Linked DNA regions of Mus musculus: all the other regions are linked to region 3. A link is a contact called in public Hi-C, HiChIP or PLAC-seq and promoter capture Hi-C data. All regions are on one chromosome and are shown on one strand. Each heading gives the region's core, a stretch centred on a gene start, on an enhancer-like site or on the middle of the called end of the contact. The rest is flanking DNA. Distances are from core to core; before and after follow the strand shown. Region 1 holds the start of Lhfpl2 (lipoma HMGIC fusion partner-like 2). Region 2 overlaps Homer1 (homer scaffolding protein 1). Region 3 holds the start of AW495222 (expressed sequence AW495222). Region 4 overlaps Lhfpl2 (lipoma HMGIC fusion partner-like 2).

Evidence for each region. Promoter capture Hi-C pulls out the DNA fragments that hold promoters and counts their contacts. Hi-C and Micro-C count contacts between places; a contact is called where the count stands out from the background. HiChIP or PLAC-seq counts read pairs in DNA pulled down with a chosen protein or histone mark.
Region 1: a contact with region 3 is called in a promoter capture Hi-C map of hematopoietic stem and progenitor cells, with 2.7 times the contacts expected there. The contact joins the promoter of Lhfpl2 here to the promoter of AW495222 in region 3. A contact is called at or near these places in 1 of 39 promoter capture datasets (hematopoietic stem and progenitor cells) and 1 of 115 datasets of contacts at active chromatin or transcription factors (microglia).
Region 2: a Hi-C map of Sertoli cells shows a contact between it and region 3, with 2.4 times the contacts expected there. The contact joins the enhancer-like site here to the promoter of AW495222 in region 3. A contact is called at or near these places in 7 of 39 promoter capture datasets (the 3T3-L1 cell line, cranial neural crest, frontonasal cranial neural crest and 3 more), 21 of 484 Hi-C or Micro-C datasets (the G1E-ER4 cell line, LSK cells, Sertoli cells and 13 more) and 3 of 9 other capture datasets (adipose tissue, liver and pancreatic islet).
Region 4: an H3K4me3 HiChIP or PLAC-seq map of stem cell-derived neural progenitor cells shows a contact between it and region 3, with 2.9 times the contacts expected there. The contact joins the enhancer-like site here to the promoter of AW495222 in region 3. A contact is called at or near these places in 2 of 39 promoter capture datasets (embryonic stem cells and hippocampal neurons), 2 of 115 datasets of contacts at active chromatin or transcription factors (embryonic stem cells and stem cell-derived neural progenitor cells) and 2 of 9 other capture datasets (embryonic stem cells and pancreatic islet).

The regions. Positions count from the first base shown.
Region 1 is chr13:94,056,504-94,059,203 of GRCm38.p6, reverse strand. Lhfpl2 (lipoma HMGIC fusion partner-like 2) reads right to left here and starts at 1,408. Exons shown (of 4, transcript NM_172589.2): 1 at 1,298-1,408.
Region 2 is chr13:93,325,786-93,328,666 of GRCm38.p6, reverse strand. The region is part of intron 1 of Homer1 (homer scaffolding protein 1); the gene reads right to left. Among named protein-coding and RNA genes, the nearest start is that of Homer1, 23 kb to the right of the region's middle. Within about 2 kb of position 1,431, at least 13 of the 459 cell types and tissues checked have an H3K27ac peak or open chromatin away from gene starts, as enhancers often do. A contact at or near this core is called in Sertoli cells, where this site is marked.
Region 3 is chr13:93,717,859-93,720,680 of GRCm38.p6, reverse strand. It overlaps AW495222 (expressed sequence AW495222), which reads left to right and starts at 1,506. Exons shown (of 3, transcript NR_045086.2): 1 at 1,506-1,797. It overlaps Dmgdh (dimethylglycine dehydrogenase precursor), which reads right to left. Exons shown (of 16, transcript NM_028772.3): 14 at 63-122.
Region 4 is chr13:94,177,462-94,180,353 of GRCm38.p6, reverse strand. All of the region lies in intron 3 of Lhfpl2 (lipoma HMGIC fusion partner-like 2), which reads right to left. It overlaps LOC115488151 (a long non-coding RNA gene), which reads right to left. Exons shown (of 2, transcript XR_003950582.1): 2 at 1-2,892. Among named protein-coding and RNA genes, the nearest start is that of Scamp1, 110 kb to the left of the region's middle. Within about 2 kb of position 1,588, at least 98 of the 459 cell types and tissues checked have an H3K27ac peak or open chromatin away from gene starts, as enhancers often do. A contact at or near this core is called in hippocampal neurons and stem cell-derived neural progenitor cells, where this site is marked.

The DNA of each region.
Region 1 (2,700 bases), core at 159-2,658, 340 kb before region 3:
TCAATTCTGAGTTGCGCACATGGATAAACGGTATGCTTATTTTTCCCCCATAAGGCACTGCTTTGCTCTCATCTACAAAGATCCTTTTTTTCCTTCAGACAAATGGCTGGTTCATGTATCATGACTCAAATTATATTCACAAATGTTCATTTGCAGTGTAATCACTCTTCCTAACTAGACTGGTTCAAGACAAATGAGCAGCCCCCTTTCCCACCCTCTTCTCTTTAAGCTTACAGTGCTCCACCTCCCGCTATAAAATGCTGTCACAGACCACAGGCCACACTGCTCTGTATGACCTACTGCAGGTCACTCTATTTTTTTTTAATGACATCGTCTGGTATTGCTTTAAACCTTTCAAATATTTCATCAGAATCAGATGTTCCAACACAGGCTAGCCCTATTAGCCTGATTGCAGAGAGAGATGTTCATCTTCCCTGTCTTTAAAATATTTAACCATCGCATGCGTGTTCTCTATCTCTTAATTTGAAAGGGAGTTTTTAAAAAAAATGATTAGAAGAGCATCAGAAAGAGCAAGATAAATTATTCCTTATCCCATCCTCTCTTTGAGCTGGACAGGAAGAGTGTTCAGAGAATTAAAGTCCCTTCGAAGGAACTCTGACTTAGCCCCCCACACCTTGCCGCCCTGTGGCTCCAACACACACTCGCCGGCAGTGGTTCCACTTTTCCATATAGGTCACCAGCTGTAATCTACAAGCACAAAAACAATCATGGCACAGAGTACAGGAAACTGCCCGGGCAGGAGTGAGGTAGGGTGCGAGGATGAGAGTCTTTTGCCCTTACTTCCATACAAACTCCCGAACCTCCTGAATTAACAGAAAAGTTGAGCCGACTTGAAGAAACTCTTTTTGCTTTTCTCAGTTCAGAGAGCACGCGACCGCGAATAGACTGAGAGAGAAGTGCGGCCGGGTGGGGGTAGGGACTGCATTCAAACCCATCTCTCTGAGTCCTTCATCCACCCCAGATGTGGTGTTCCCCAACTCCCCGCCCACCTCCTCGCCAGCCCTCACCCCTCTGCACTGGCCACAAAAAATGCAGCCCAGGTCTGAGATGCAGCTGAGGTCTGTGGCCGGTGAGACCCACGCGGTACGGACCGGGGCTGGAGGGGACCACTACAGCTCCCCGGGAAAAAGCGCTTCCAGGCTCAACTTCTTCCACGTCTGCGGCGGGCCGGCGCTGCAGCGGATCCTTCCTGCCCCGGCACCCGCCGCCCGTCCCTCCGCGCCCCCGTGCACTGTCGGGGACCGGCCCCCTCCCGGGCTCCCCGCGCAGCACCTACCTGGCCGGGGCAGCCGGCTCCTAACGCCCCGCTCTGGCCCGGGCGCGTGCAGCCTTCCCCAGCCGGGCTCTCTGTGCCGCCTCCTCGCTGCAGCCTCGATCTGGCCCCGGCGGACCCGCAGGGGCGAGGGCGGGAGCAGACGAGGGTCGGCGGCGCCGGGGCGGAGGCCGAGGGGCGGGCGCAGCGGGAGGAGGCGGCCGAACCTCGCAGCCCAGGCCGGCCGCTGCCACTCAGCATCCCCGCCTCCGGCCGCCGCTCGGGGAGGGGTCGGCGAAGCCCGGCCTCCGGGGGGGAGGGTCCTACAGGGCCCGGGAGAGTGTGGGCGACGCGCGCGATCCCTGAGAAGGGGTCCCGGAGCCCTGCGGGGTTCTCTCCTCACGCTGTCCCAGTGCCTATCGTGGACCAGAGCCGGCGGGGCGGGCGGGAAGAAAGTCGGTCCGTGGCCCAGGAAAACCGCAGGGTGGAGAGTGGTCTGCGGTGCTTTTAAAGCAGAGGCTGGAGGCACAAGTTTACAGGTCCTGATTTCTACTTCGGGAAACTGCAAACTTTCACAGAGCTTGGATGCTTGGGTCCAGACACATCCCCCAGGCACTGAAGATACACTTTCCAATAGATACCACAGATATCAAAGGCGGTTTAGCCAGCGGGAAAGGGATCCAGAGAGGAGACCCACCAACTCCTCTCACCACCGCCCCCAGGGCCAGAGCAAAGGACAGAGTCAAATAGCCAGGGGCTGAATTGTCTGAATTCATTGTGTTAGGACAGAACCCAGCTAAGATCACCTTCCTTTGTCTCCAACCCCCACCCCCTGTCAAATTTGCTTCAGCCTCCAAACTCTCAGACACTTGTCTATCCACCGAAGCACACCCACCCCCCCCACCCCTCCCTCCCGGCCTTCCCTAGCAGCTTGCATGTGCTCTTTGCTCTTGAAGTCTTTGCACTTGACCCACTATTTCCAAATCCATTTGGGTTTGTCAGTTTCAATGGCCCCCTCCTGCTTTTGAAACCCGTGGGCACGGCACCTATCTGCACGGCCTTACAAGCTTAATGGCTCTAGAACACCACTTCCTGGGTGAGAGGGTATCTGAGGCATTTTGCCAGGAAAATTAAAAAAACAAAACAAATTCTTGATTTCTTTGCAACTCCACTATTGAAAACCATATCCCACAGCAGGATTGTAGATAGCATAAGTCATCCGCAACTGCTGGTCTGTGGAGAAAACATACAAATTAAATCGGTTGGGATTCTTCACATGCAAAGGGTACCTATCACCAATTAACAATAGCTGCAAACACAAATGCATCACCATGCTGGTCCTCATCCAGATGGGGTCCTAGAAGGACCCATGCCTGTATCCACGCTGAAGCTGCTGATGCTGTTCCCAGGACTCTCCCACGGTTGAA
Region 2 (2,881 bases), core at 182-2,681, 390 kb after region 3:
GAGAAAAGTAAATTATTAAATGAGGAAGGAATAAACAACAAAGGTACTGTGATCAAGCCTTACAGCTACAGCAATTATACATCGTGGCAATTTTAAAGAGCTTTTCACCATAAGGATGTAGACTATGGTGAAGAATGGAAAGCTGACATGATTTATAATCACACTGGAACACTTCTTTTAAAACAACACCATTCATTTTCTAGTATCCTAAGTGCATTCACTCTTTTCTGCTATTAAAATTGTCTCTCTGTATCCACTGGAGATTGACACCAGGACCCTCATAGGTGAAGACTCCAAAGTCCTGTATATAATAGTGGTATAATATTTGCACCTGACCCCCAACATAACCCTCACATTTTATCTCTAGGTTGCTTATAATACAAAATGTAAATGCAGCATAATAGAAATGTTATATAATTATCATTCTAATTTATTTAGGAAATGACAAGAAGAAAGCCCAAACATGTTCAATATAGACTCGTTTTTTTCAAATGTTTTTAATCCATAGTTGGATTGTCAGATGCAAATTTATAAAAAAGTATTAATTTAATGGCATGTAAGCTATCAGCAATTTCAAGAACCTAAGTTCTTTACAACCCTATAGGTGGAACAACAATATGAACTAACCAGTACCCCGGAGCTCTTGTCTCTAGCTGCATATGCATCAAAAGATGGCCTAGTCGGCCATCACTGCAAAGAGAGGCCCATTGGACTTGCCAACTTTAGATGCCCCAGTACAGGGGAACGCCAGGGCCAAAAAGGGGGAGTGGGTGGGTAGGGGAGTGGGGGGTGGGTATGGGGGACCTTTGGGATAGCATTGAAAATGTAAACGAGGAAAATACCTAATAAAAAAATTAAAAAAAATAGAAATAGGTAAGATGCATTTACTAAATTAAGATTTTTAGTTCTCAGGCAGGCATGGAAGCACAGGCCTATAAACCCAGCACTCAAAAGGCTGAGGCAACCTCCTTCCTATATATTCAAGGCCAGCCTGAGGTTCCATAAAGACCATATACTTAATAAAAGAAAAAAGAAAGTTCCAAAGGGGGATATGGCTTGTGTATATGTGTGGCACTGAACAGTAAAATAGTAGAACAGTAATATGAAAGCAAACTGGGGTATACTAAGTTAGAAAGGTTTGATTCGGGACGAGCTTGGGGAAAGAAGGGAGTGAAACGTACATGTGTGGAGGGGTGGTTAACCTAACTAAAAATATATTTTCAAAAGCCACAAGAAAACCTAATATTTTCATGTACTGGTATAAAAAAATTAAGATTCTGGGGTTAAGTATCCTGCACAGAAGGATAATACTGCTACCAGAAACCATGTATTACTTAGCAAAAATTACAGTGCCAAGTATGGAATACCTCCCTATAAGCAGTTGGCCAAGAACCCAGAGACTCTCAAAACAATACAAGCTACTGTTTTGTATGACCTTGCTCTTGACTGCCAACCAGAACTGAATGGTATGAGCCTATGGCTGAAGATACCATACCCTTCAGCTCCAGGAGACAGAGAAATCAAGCTTAGAAAGGTGCTATGAAGGCTGCTGGAAAAGATAAGTCTTTAATGCAAAAAGAAGCTTCTCTGAACAAAGCTAAGAGCAGCACTAACTTATGAGTATAAACATGAATATTTAAAGGACAGTTTGATAACACAGCTGTTTATGGAACAGCAGTAGTAGGTTTCATCTTAAGGCCTCTGGTGTCCTAGCCATGGGTTTCTGACCAGGTGTGCAGTGCCAGCCCTTAATCCTCAAAAAAAAAAAAAAATAGTTGGTACGCACCTCCCCCTCTGCCCCCCACCAAAATACACACATACACTAGTCATGCTACTGTTGCATCAGTGGGGACATCTTGCCTGAAAGGTAAGTACTATAGCCCACAGCTTCTTTTTCTAGGGAGGGGCAGGGAACAGCATAGTTATTGAAGAAAGAGTAACTGGTCAAAGTGCCAAGAACGAGTGACTGTTGAGTGCTGACCCCTCCAAGACTCAGGGGACATTGCAGACGAGGACTGGAAAGAATGTGAAGAGCCTACTGGTTGGAAAGAGCTGCTATAAAATGGGTTTTGGATGTGACAGCCATTGAATTCATGACAGCATGGCAGCTATCTCTGGGGACTTGTTTAAGACTGCACCTGTAAACTTCTATCATGCATGTAACCACGAGTAATTTGCCATGGTTCAGGGTTACTGAAGATGACTTTGAGCTATACCCAAACTCAGCACTCTTTCAACTCTCTTGTTTTGTAGTATTGGCTTAAAAAATAAAATAAAAATTTTCTGTAGAAATGAATTCTATATAATAAAGGTCAAAGACCTAATAAAAAATGAATGGCTTAATATCAGATATTGAATCAAAAGGTTAATAGTTACAGGAAAATCCTGTTAGTTTTTAACCTTTTGCAGTTGGAATTAAATGAGATCTTAACACTCTTATCATATAAATCAAGATCCTTACAAGAAACTGTTCAGAAACTTCATTTGTGCCAGAGATCAGATACTACAAACTAAGACATTTAGATATGCTACTCTGAAGCCTGAAGACAAAAGCCTACATTTACAAGATGTGGTAAATTCTGTCACCAATTTCTGGAGTTTGGTTCCAAACACTATTTGCATTAAACTTTTTAACCTCTGTAAATAGTTATTATTACCCTCCTTTTAGATGAGGTACCAACGGATGAAGAGGGTATGCAATTAGCCGAGTATATTATATCACCAATATCCACATACAGTCTGGTCTAGAACCCTATAATGAGTCACTGGATGGAAGAATTATTACAGAAACCTGAGTTTACTGCTGTCACCAAACCTATGCCTTGCCCATAGGGGAGGAGAGAGTGCTGATTTCTTGGGTGTTTTTGCCAGGAAGAAATAA
Region 3 (2,822 bases), core at 257-2,756:
GTCGTAAAACACTGCCATCACCTTCACATTCATTTCATACACCCTGGGGAACGTAAACATACCTTATTCAGCTTCACGAAATATTCCAGCCCAGCTTCCAAGGGGTTTGTGTCACAGTTCATCTGGAAGGGAAACAGGTTTTGAATCCCAGGTGAGCCTGCTAATTTGGTTCACTGAAGAACTGCGCTGTCCTTAAAAGGACTTCAGAGAGATCTGCCTGCCTCTTCCTCCAGGTAGGGGATTAAAGGAGTTCACCACCACTCCCAGCAAGTACAGGGCGAGGGGAGATGAAGAGATTACTAAAACAGAAACAAACCCATTACCTTCACTCAGCAAATACTGGCAAACACTGGCTCCCACCTTGAGCTGATGCATAACAATGATAGAAACAGAGACATCACTTTCTTATATTAGTCTCCCCAGAATTAAGGACACTGGATGGTTTTTGAGTAAAGATTCTTTAAAAGACCAATTATGGACTAGTCTCTGAAGCAGTATTTTCCATTCAAATGAAGCCTTTGGCAAATGCTGTTATTTTTAAATATGGCAAACACAGAGACTGAACATTGGGTTGGTTTCCACTGCTCTTTTATTTTAAAGGTGTTAATGAATTTATCTGTTTTCATTGCGTGTACATGTATGTGTTCATGTCTGCGTGTGGGTGTGTGCAGGTGTGCTCTCCCAGAACTGAAGTAACGGGGCTGCCCATCGAGGATGCTGGGAACTGACCTCTGCTTCTCTGCAGGAGAAGCACACACAGTGCTCTTAACCACTGAGCCATCTCTCTGGCCTCCGATCTTTTACCTTAATAAATATTTGAAGGCTAGTACATGGTGTTTCACAAACAAGAATCTCATGTATGTTATGTAATAATTTTAATTACATAATTGTGTTTTTAAAAAAGTAACAAGTAACTTTGCTTAGCTTGCATTTAGCCATGAATGGGGGTAAAGAGGGGAAAGCAGGTGACAGAACACTGGCTTTTGCAGAGTTCTAGAAAGAAAACGGGAAGGGAGGATTAAAGCTCAGAACTAGCTGACTCGAGATAGGATGCATCAATTCAGGGGAAATCCAATATTTAGTTCTAAACCTGAATGAAGTTAGGGGGTTTTTATCACTGTTTTGTTTTTAAGGGGTTTTTGAAGATTCTAATTTATACGATGAGAACTGAGGGGAAATGAAAGAGATGAACTCAGGAGGAACTGCTAAATGTATAGAAATGGGAACAGAATACCTCGATGTACTCAGTTAAGTGTTAATGAGCAGAGGACCTTTCTGGAAGTCGGGTTTTTTGTTGTTCATTTCTTTATGGGAATGAGAACTGCCTGCTCTAACCTCCCAAAGAGTCGACATAAACTAGATAAACGTAAGACTACTTTACACCACATAAAAGTGTTCTCATATTTCCTAAATTAGTTTGAGTTACTCTGAAATTATTTTTCAGTCTGCCAAAATTAGAGATTTTTTTTTTCAGGGAAACAGAGCGACTTCGCCGATGTTTCTGCACTAGAGGGCGCTCTGGCACTGTTGGGAAAGAGGACCCTAAAATGGAGCCCAGGGAGAGGAAGCAGAAGGAAAAACAAAAAAACCAAAAACATCAGAAAAATTGAGGCTAGAATACAGCGATGTTTAACTCTCAAGGGGTGGCTTCTCTGTCCTTTTTCCTGAGCATGGGGACAAATTTGTTTTGTTTTCTGAGGGCAGCTGGCCTTGCCTGAGTCCTGGCTGTAAACTTGAGTTCGCTGCAGCAGGCAGGACCGGCTTCCTGCAAGCTTGCATCAATGAGAAGGCCCAAGGGTAAGTACCTGAGCTCTCAGGTTAACCTAGAAATTAACTGTATAGTGTGTTTGTTCGGCTCATTACTAACCATCTCTACGTCTGCGCTGATTCTTTAGGATAAATACTCCATTTTATAAGAGAGCAGGCCAGCCAGCCAAGAGTTAAGTAAAGGATAGATTTAAACCCCAGAGTCCCCACTCGGAAGCTCATGTTTACAATGGCCCCTAAAACGTCAGTTCTCTGTAAAAGTTAGGGTTTTGTTTCTCCCACAAGGTAAATAGGACCCTGGTCACAGGAATCTGGATGTTGGGGGCTCAATGAACCCAGTGAATGTATGCAAAATAAGAGTCGTGGTAAAGCTAAGTCATAGAACAAGGGCTTCTGGGAACGCGCATAGGGGCTTTATCTTGATGACAACAGTCAATGTGGGAAGACCCTTCATAATTGTGGACACCACATTCCCTGGGCAGGGGATCCTGGGTAAAGTGCAGGAAGCCAGTTAGCAGCTGTCCAGGGGCTTGCAATCATTTTAGACTATGGATGTGACATGACCAGTTCTCTCAAGCCACTGTCACTGTGACTTCCCCACTCTGAAGGACTGTAACCTGGACCTGTGAACTGAAAGAAACCCTTTCTCCCTGAATTCGCTTCTGTCAGGGTATTTTTTTCCCCCACAGAAACAGGAAGGAAACTAAGACAGAAGCAAAGCAGAATCAATGCATATAAAAATGTTGTGTAAGTGGTTAACAATTGTACACAGAGAAGCTCTTGATTCCCACTGGTGGGGAAGACTAGACCCACACACACGGGACCACTGTCCCTGTCCCTCAAAAGAAAAGGACATTAGTTCGCCTAAGGATGATTGTGAGAGGGAAATGAAACGTAACAGAGGGAAAGCAAGGATGTGAGAGGTGATACTCAGATCCTCTGGCGTGTGCCTGCCAGAAAATGTCTGGGGTTCACCACTAAGCAGGGGGAATTAAGGCAGAATAAACGTTACCCCCAAACCCAGTCAGTGCTCATCTGGAAAGCAGAGAGGCAGG
Region 4 (2,892 bases), core at 339-2,838, 460 kb before region 3:
AAATAAACATTCAGAGCCACGTCAAAGCCATTATCCCATGACTTGCTAATGTAGGTTGAACACAGAGCATCAGCCGCTTCACGGTGGTTTATGCCTGCAATCAAGTAGGTGCCGCGGCAGACTGTTTTCATATTCTATTTGCAAATCAGACACTGTATCTGAATTTTAAGAGCGTTTGCAATTTTCTTCAGGCCCATACAACAGATTCTTCTTAAAAAATGCATCCCAGCCTCTGGATTCTTCACATTAATGGCTGCCTGGTCTATCTGTGGTTAAACACTAGTCTTTATTTCATGGTATGACTGGGCTCTTTATATATATATATATATATTTGGTTCCCTTTACACATACGTGTGTGTATATATATACACAGTTCCCGTTGGAGAGGCCGGAGGTATTGTATTCCCCTTGTAGCTGGAGTCACAGGTGGTCATGAACCACCTAATATGGAATCTGCATTTTCTAAGAGAGTGGCACTTGCTTCTTTACCATCTCTGTAGGCCCAACCTGTGATACTGTAAAACTGATTCAAACAGGAAACTGTTAACAGAGGCATTGTCTGTGTAGAGAAACCAAGAGCCCCCATCCGGGAAGCCAGAAGTCTCCTGTGCCTGGCTTTCACCAAAAGGGAGAGCTGGCTTGTCCTCACAATTCTCCTTAAGTCCCCTTTCCCTGGGGAGATCCAAAGTTGCTCACCAAGGTCACTCTGCCTTCTCAGGATAAGGTAGGTGACTTTCTCAGAGGTAAAATTATGCCTAGGCTCGTCTTCATCCTGAGACCCTGGTTTCGTTCCTCTCCCCTTTCTTAGTGATTTCATCCTTCTGGTCTTGAATGAACGAACAGGGAGAGGAAAAGCGTACGGGTAGGCTGAGACCCAGCTGGGCTATGCATGCCACTGGCGGCGGCTCCTGCTGCTGGTTTTCACACGATGGGAGAAGAGCAATGAACCCAGTTCCAGATGTCAGTCATGGTGTGCCTGCCCACTCGCCTCTCAGACACTGGCTCAGGAAGGTCAGTTCTAGATGGAACGAGTGGTGTCCGACGTGCCCTCTATACCTCCACTCACACTCTGGTTCACGAGGGAAGACCAAGCCTGGCTGGCAATTGTGGTGTTTACGTGCCCACTCACCCCTCCGCACACTCACCTTCATGAACACAATGGCAGCTGGTGCCACACACAGCCGCTCACACTTAGATGCGGTGTCACGGTCATCAAAGCCCCCCAACGTCCTCTCACATTCTCTTACCACTTTTCCTTTGCACAGTCTCTCCCACTCTCTCCCACTCTGCTCACTTCTAAGGAAACAGGATCATACACACCAGGCCCTTCGTGGCCAAGGCTGGGGTTCCCATGGCGACCCCCTCCACTGTAGCAGACCTGCAGACCAGAGTGACAGCTGGCTGAGAAGGCCCTGTGAGGCTGATCACACAGACAGAGGGCCGACCGGAGTAGAGTATGAGATCCAACAGACAGAAAGAAGCTTGTGAGGCAGGACTGGAAGACAGCAGGCAGCCAGGCTCAGCAACCGGCATGGCAAAGCCTAGCAGAACCCATCCCTGCCAACACCACTGAGCCAAGTCCTGAGCTCATTTGAATGGCTTCTGTCCCAAACCTGAGTCACTGGGGATTCGGTGGACGTCTGTGTTCACACTGTATGCATTTCAAAAAACAAACTGCTTGATGCTGTCATGGAAAACCTGGATCTTTGCATTCTACAGTTTCAGTATGGATTACATCCAGGTCACAACCTACGGAAGACAGCTGGCAAAAGCCAGCCCTGCTGGCCAGCTACCCAGCTTTTGTAACGAGTCCCAGAGGGATTGGAACCCATGTGTGCTGCTGGCTCTGCCAAGTCCCAGACTTGCTCTCCTCTAGTGCACACCAGTCTGAGGTTTCTGCGGCCGGGGGAGTCTGAGCAGCCACCTGCAGTCAAGACTCAAGTGTGGAAGCTGCCTCCAGGAAGAAAAAGTATAAGGACGTGTACGTGTGGGAAAGAGGAAGAGTATCTGCTCTTTTGTGCTTCTTGGAACCGTGATGGAAGACCCAACTGTCCAAGGCCTCAGGACGGCTCTGCACCTGTGCCGGACAGCCTCACCCCAGGCAGGCAGTCAAGGAACCAGAGAGCAGTACCAGGCAGAAAATACAGGACTTGAAGATAATATGGCCAACTACAATGGCTTATAAAAGGTATCCAACCCCTTAGAATGCAAAAGCATCCTAAAGTTTGGTGGCAAGAAAGCAGCAACATTTTCACGATCACCACAGAGCTAACACCATCTCCCAGACGCCAAACACCATGTTTGTCATGCTAGTAAACTAACATAACCCTCAAACGCCTTTACCATGATTAGATTCGTTTACAAGTGGGCAGACTTGGAGCTTAGAGAAATGGGCTTAGTTGACCAATGTTTCTCAGGCCTTCTGAGGTAAGGCCTAACTCCAGTGATGGCCAGAGGTGACTGCTTAACACCAAGGCTTCTGTGTGAGGGTAGAGATGTCCAGTTTCCTGGCTGTCGATAGGTCAGGCCTTGAAACAAATCCTACTATTTCAGTTATCTGGACTTGATGCTTTAAAAGTTAACAGGTAAGAAATTTCTACTGAGGCGATAGTATCTTTCACACGTAACTCTAACGCCAAAATACCACTATTTAAAATGTTTTGTTTTGAGCGAGGGTCTTGATACATAGCCCAGGCTGGACTTGAACTTAAGATCCTTCTGCCTCCCTCTCCCAAATGCTCAGGTTACATACAGTTCAGTTTGTATTTCTATATAAGCCTGTGGAATATTTATTTTTTTTAAATTAGGTATGCCTCAGGAATATGCTTATGTCATCTCGTAATTTTACATCCTGTCACTTTTTAAAGTGTCATTTTTCCATGGAGCAAGAAG